2 separate regions of the Hordeum vulgare genome follow, and region 2 is linked to region 1. Evidence: chromatin contacts called from public Hi-C data. All regions are on one chromosome and are shown on one strand. The core of a region is the stretch at or near the end of the contact, and the rest is flanking DNA. Distances in the headings are between cores, read along the strand shown.

Region 1 (3,375 bases), core at 440-2,939:
CTCGCTTTGGTTTTAGGCGAGGTCCAACTGAATATTGCATTCCGGCGAGCTTTCACCGGAGACAAATGGACATGACGACATGGCATCATTTGGATAATGGATTGATGGTGTTCAACTTATCTCAAGAAAAGATGCTTTCAATCGGAAATCACATACTATGGGTGTCTAATCTCTTAACTATATGTACGCAGATCTCATCAATGATGATCATGTCTTCCATCGGAACTGCATTTGGAAACTAACACTCCTGGCTAAAATCAAAGAATTTATGCGGTACTTGGACAAAGGAGTGATCTTAACAAAACAAAAAAAAAAAACTAGCCAAACGCAGCTCGCAAAGGCCTAAAATGTGTTGTTTTTGTAACAAACTAGCAATGATAACTAGTAGCAATGATAAAAAACTACACCACCTTATCTGTTTGCTACTCTTCTCTGCTGTTCTCTTCATGCAGCGTATAATTTACCCCACCTTCGGATATAACGCATGAGTAACTAGTTCTTGCGGATTCATCCTAAGCTAAATGCTCTAATCCATGTGTGGTCTGAAATTGATAGAATGATAGTGTTATCTTCTTTTTGCAGGTTATCTTCAGAGCTATCAATTGGATTTGTGCATGATCCTATCTATATCGTGTGAAGGTGCAGGAGTGCTGATCCCTGCCAATGGGAGACAGTAGCATAGCATGTGATATGTTAACCGATATGAATGACGGTCTAGTAATAAGATCAATGCACCATGAGGACATCACATACAAAACCAAGCATTTTGGGCTGATGTACTGGAAATCAGGAAGTAATAATGCCGCTCTACAGCACAAAGTTACAACCTTATTTTCCTTTCTCAACGGGAGTAAATAAAATTTAGGACCCCATTGGCCAGCGAACGTTTGCTAGGAGGGATGGCATTTGTGAACGTTTTTATGGAAAATTCTTCGGAACAGCCATGGCAATTTCTTCAGAAACACATGGCAATTTGTGGCAACAAAGGATTTTGCTCCAAGAATTGCCGTTAGTTTGAAGGAACTGCCATGTTCCGGCAACATAAATTGCCGCGAAAAACGTTCGTTTTGCCATGCACCTGCAGCGAGCGTTGGTTGGATAGCATTTGATAAATCATTGATGCGAAATCAGAATTTTGCTAGGGAACCTACTGGCAAATTGCAACGTCATACTGTATCATACTATCATAGCGACAGTCGGGAGGAGACTCACGGAACTCTTGACGTATTTCACGACACTCCTGGTGGAGGCTCCTGAACTGTCCTGCGCAGCCCTGGCAACGACAGCGCGACTTCCCATCCTGCCTGCGCGTGGCACATTGCAGAGCACGCAGTGAACCACGACGACGCGATGAATTTCGCATCGGGAGCACGGTGGTTGCTACAAATGAATTACCTGAAACCGTGGGGCTTCGCAGCTTCGGGAGACCCCTGGGGACGCTCTGGCTGCTGCTGCCGCCGCCGCCGCACCGCGCGAGGGCTGTGGGCTGGGCGATGGAGAGGGCACATGCCATCATGGCTGGCTAGATCCCCCGCCTTGGGATTGTTGGCGATGGAGCTGCGAGGCGTGTCCGGCGGACGATGCGTGGAGAAACTACTGTTTGGCCGTCGTCTGCAGCAGCGGATGTGAGCGCGAGCTCGCTTGTCCACTAACACTCCATCAGATGGCAGGTTTGCAGATTGCCCCTTTTTTCTGTCTTTTTTTCATGGTCAGCAGTGCTGCTGCTGTACTACTCCATTTTCCATTCAGAAAGAAGTTGTACTGCTCAAAGTCTTTGCAGGAAGTTGTTGTTGCTGAGTAAATATGTAAGTTTTGATTAAATTAATTGAGGAAATAATCATGATCATGAATTAACAAGATTACTAACAACATACATGAATGAGACTAATGTAGTACACATATAGTAGAAACATCTATGCATATAGCTAGTACCGTTAAAACAAAAATTAACAGAAGCAGGATAAACGTGTTATACCCTTCAATAGGCCACTTGCCCGTAGCCGCGACAGCCTCCTTGGCCATCTTCTTGTCGGCTTCGAGCTTCTTGGTGGCGACACGGTCAACGTCGGTTAGCGAAGACATGATAATGACGAAGGCAACACACACGTAAAGGAAGTAGTTGAAGGAAGGGAAGCAGTCGTGTAGTCGCTCCGAGAAACCTAATCACCTCTCTTCTGTATAGGATCCAGAGAGAAGGGGTTTCAGAGGCCCGCTCTCTCGTCAACGGTGTACGCGTTGAACGGAACAGAGTCGCCGACAACAACAACAACAAAAGTAACGACATAGGCAGTTCGCATGAAGCAGATGTGAGGGCTAGTTATATGATCCAATTATGTTATCATTGTTGAGAGAACTTCCACCAGTGAAAGTATGAACCCTAGGCCTTCTTTCCACGCATTGCAATACCGTTTGTGCTCACTTTTACTATTAATTACCTTGCTGTTTTATATTTTCAGATTACAAAAAACTATATCTACTATCTATATTGCACTTGTATCACCATCTCTTCGCCGAACTAGTGCACCTATAGAACTTATCATTGTATTGGGTGTGTTGGGGACACAAGAGACTCTTTGTTATTTGGTTGCAGGGTTGCTTGAGAGAGACCATCTTCATCCTACGCCTCCCGCGGATTGATAAACCTTAGGTCACCCACTTGAGGGAAAATTGCTACTGTCCTACAAACCTTTGCACTTGGAGGCCCAACAACGTCTACAAGGAGAAGGTTGCGTAGTAGACATCAAGCTCTTTTCTGGCGCCGTTGCCAGGGAGGTTAGCGCTTGAAGGTATATCTTTAGATCCTGCAATTGAATCTTTTAGTTTCTTGTTTTATCACTAGTTTAGTTTATTAATAGAAAACTACAAAAAAAAATGGAATTAAGGTTACCTCATATGCTTCATCTTTTTAATGTCTTTCGTGAAAATGAAGGAAATGAAAATTGTGCTCAAGTGCTAGAAGAAGAATTACATAGAATGCTTGGCATAAAATATTTGAATGATGAGCATGATTGCAATGTTGTTAGTATGAATACTTTGAATATCCATGATGCTAATGATATGCAAAGCTACAAGCTTGGGGATGCTATGTTTGATGAAGATGATATTTTTAGTTCCCCCACTTTGAATGATCAAATTTATTATGATGAAAGCATGCCCCCTATTTATGATGATTATTGTGATGATACTTATGCTATAAAGAAGAGGGATGATAAAAATTTCCATACTCTTTAGTATCCTTTCACTGAACATCACTCTTTTAATGTGGAAACAATTTGTAGTGCTCAAGTCTTTTACGATACTCCCACTATTAATCATGAGGATAAACTTGCTATTGTGGAGAGTAGTAAAATTTCTATGCTTGTAGATAATGAAAGG
Region 2 (3,375 bases), core at 294-2,793, 220 kb before region 1:
TGGATATTGAGATGAATGATCAACTGCCTTTGCATGCCATAAAAAGCAGTAAGCAGTAGTTGGTTCGAAGGCAAATGGGATCAGGAGACCCCAGTAGTCCTAGCCGTCTACCACAGTACCAAAATAAACCTGATCAATGTGGCCACTTCTTTGTTATAAGTAGACTTACAAACCACAATCTCAACAATCAGTTCGATCACAAAATAGTGACTACGTACTGCTACATTGCCAGAGTCATTCTAGAAGCAGCACGGGTGCACAATTATAACTAGTTGACTACTCCTGATTTACCATGTAAGTCGTTTAGCCTTTCCAGCTCTTATCAGAATGTAAGTACAATGCATATTTTTATCATGTTGTCCTATTTAGCACCTCACCGTTTCATCATTAATTGGACCTCTAAACTCTAGCCATGCGAGCAGTACTAGCTTCACAATCAATGTTGCATAGTTCTAGAGAGAGCGTGACATCGTGAGGCCCAAGAGGCAGGTTCGGAATCCCCTTAGAGCATCTCCAACGGCAGCGCAAAAAATCCGCGCCCAATAAATTTTTTAGCGTGTCACTGTAACAGTTTTGAAGCGCGGCGACCGGAGCATCTCCAACAGACGCGCGCTAGTGCGGCGCCCAATCCAGTCCGATCCAGCGGTCCCATCTGCAGCCGCTCAGAGTTTGCTGCGCGCGCAAGCCGGCGCACCAAATATGTTGCGCGCGATAGCATTTTTAAGCGCGCGCCCAGAAGTTTTTAGCGCGCGCAGCGTTTTGCAGCTTCTGCTGGAGCAGTCCGGCGCCCAAAAAACGAATCTTTTAGCGCGCGGAGCAGTTTTTGGGCGCCTGTTGGAGATGCTCTTAGGACTATTCATCCGTACTGCCATCGCAAGAGCTCCGGCGATCACTTCTTTTTCTTTTTTCTTTTGAGAAACAGCTCCAGTGATCACTGACGAACTTATCATGCTCGAATTTGATCACACGTACACCGAATTCCTTGCCGTAGCGTCAAAATTAGAAACGTGAAGAAGGGACCACCGCGTGAATCGGTGGCTACTGCTACTACTCTCCCCTCTCTGCGCCCAAAATCCGATGAAGCTCAATGGCGGACACCTTCGGTTCGGCCAAATCAGAGCAGGAAAGAGCAGCGCGCGGATCAGCGTCGGCGCGGAACCAGCGAAGCTAGCCCGCACCGAGTCGACGGCGAGGGACCGCCGACGGCAATTCAGGACAGCTTTGCGACGCGCGCGGCTGAGGCAAAACGACGAACACCTGGCGCGAAAAGCGAAAAGCGAAGCGGAAGGAGGGCTGGGAGGGGGAGGAAGGACGGAGGGAGGAGCTGACCTGAGGCTGGGGAGGGGGAGGCGTCCGAGGCGAAGTGGCGTCGGAGGCGGGAGGGGAGGAGGCTATAAGAGGAGGAGGAGAGCAGCAGCAGCAGCCGCGGCAGCAGCAGGTGGGGGGAGGAGGCGTGGGCCGAGGGGCAATTGAATGGCGTCATCAAGGGCGCCACCGCTCCCCCGCGCGCCCACGCCTGCGCAAGCATTTACGGGCTGTCCAGGGTAGGTGTGGCCGTGGGGCGTGTCCTACGAGGTTGCTCGTGCCGGGTGGGTGGGAGGGGACGGCGCACGGCGTGGGTCGCTGTGCTGCTGGCGGCGGACGCTGGTGCCGCTCGCGGGGTGTCCACGTGGCGCCCCCTTCTCCGGTGTTGAGTTGAGTCTTGTTCGGTGCCGTCGGCGGGTCTTGCTGACTCCACCTGGGCGAACACCACGTCGGGGTACTGCTTCCGTGCACAACCGCTGCGCTGATCGATGATGGGTTCCGTTCTAACTGACGCGTCACGAGGGCACCTCTTACAAGATACTTGCTCCGTCCACGTACCGAGCAAAATGAATGAATCTACCCTGTAAAGTATATCTATATACATCCATATATAGTTCACTAATGAAATCTTTTTAAAGACTTATATTTAGGAGCGGAGGGAGTAGATATGGGGCAGTGTGCACAATGACGTGCAATACAATGTCTTCCGACCTTAACATTGGTGTTCAGATGTTCAAATGTTTCGATTTTATTCTTCATTTCTGAAGGGCGGGAGCAAATAAGGGTTTTCTCTTCTGTACTATAAAAAGCATGAAGAGATAGATCCAACTTAAAATCTGGAACGCTTAATCACAAAATCAACGGTATAAAATCGTTGTTAACGAAATTACCTTCGTTAACGGTAATCCCACGTTCCAGACTCGCACATGCGGCCCACGTCCCCGACGCCATACCAACCCACCCGACTCACCCACGTTCCCAACGCAGCGACGCCGCCAAGCCCACCAGCGATCCTGCATCACCGCCCATAGCCTCGCCGTTCCCGCGCCACTCATTGGCGTTCAGATGTTCAAGTGTTTCGATTTCATTCTTCCGCGCGCGGCATTTCTGATGGGGAGGAGCAAATAAGGGTTTTTCCTTTTCAATAAAACGAACAAGGCCTCCTTTGATTCAGCAAAAATTTATAGAAATTCTATAGGGTATGATTCCTGTATAGGGGGGAAAGTTGAGCCTTCTGGTTTGTGAAAATGAGTTCCTATTCTTGTGTAGGATTCGTTCATGTCTTTTACATTTTAATCAAAAGAATAAAAAATTAGTTCAGGTCTAATGAAAAAACCTTGTCCTATGAACCAAATGACATCTTATTTTATAAAATGCCATATAATTTTCTAAATCTTTTCTATTTATGTGATATTTCTATCCTATGTATACTATACCAAAAATAAGACCCAAAAGGTTTACCTTCACCATAGCTGTGTGTTCTTCTTTTTCTTTAAACGACATCAACACCCCAGCATAATTTTCCATCAATAGATTTATATTTTAAACGCTGACGTATTTTAGGTTATAGATTCACTCATTTTGTTTTGTATGTACTGTGTAGTAAAAAATTTAAAATGACTTATATTTAAGAAGGAAGGGAGTACTGATAATATTGTGGCGTGTGAATTCATGACATTTTCATTTGAAGAAAATGACAATTCAATATATAATTTGATCCCACAACCAAATTTATGAGGAAACCTCACAAATTTTCCTACGTGGTAAACAAAATCATAAAAGGAGCGTCTATTAGTCGGCATCTGAAAAAAGCTTTGCGTCAAACTTTTCATTAGGACCATCAGATTTTTATCCACCGATCAAAATTAGATTGCATATTGTTCATCTTTGTCCTATCTTTTTTTCTTCCACGCGTCCCCATCCGACCATGCCACATCCGTCTGTCTCCCCCCGCCCTCCTCCCAACGCTCGGTGGGCGTTGACCCGCACTGGCTCGCCCTCCCTCACCCATCGTTGCTTGTCGTCGTCGTAAAGAAACCTCAATGACCCCACGCCCTTAAGTTTCTTCGT

The links. Hi-C and Micro-C count contacts between places; a contact is called where the count stands out from the background.
Region 2: a contact with region 1 is called in a Hi-C map of leaf, with 5 times the contacts expected there. The contact joins the promoter of LOC123444468 here to the promoter of LOC123444465 in region 1. A contact is called at or near these places in 4 of 6 Hi-C or Micro-C datasets (leaf and seedling) and 1 of 1 datasets of contacts at active chromatin or transcription factors (embryo).

Annotation. Positions count from the first base shown.
Region 1 is chr3H:496,426,907-496,430,281 of MorexV3_pseudomolecules_assembly, reverse strand. It overlaps LOC123444465 (protein CURVATURE THYLAKOID 1C, chloroplastic-like), which reads right to left and starts at 1,689. Exons shown (of 6, transcript XM_045121176.1): 1 at 1,396-1,689; 2 at 1,213-1,304. The coding sequence starts at 1,516.
Region 2 is chr3H:496,645,104-496,648,478 of MorexV3_pseudomolecules_assembly, reverse strand. LOC123444468 (probable CoA ligase CCL8) reads right to left here and starts at 1,543. Exons shown (of 17, transcript XM_045121181.1): 1 at 1,330-1,543. The coding sequence starts at 1,528.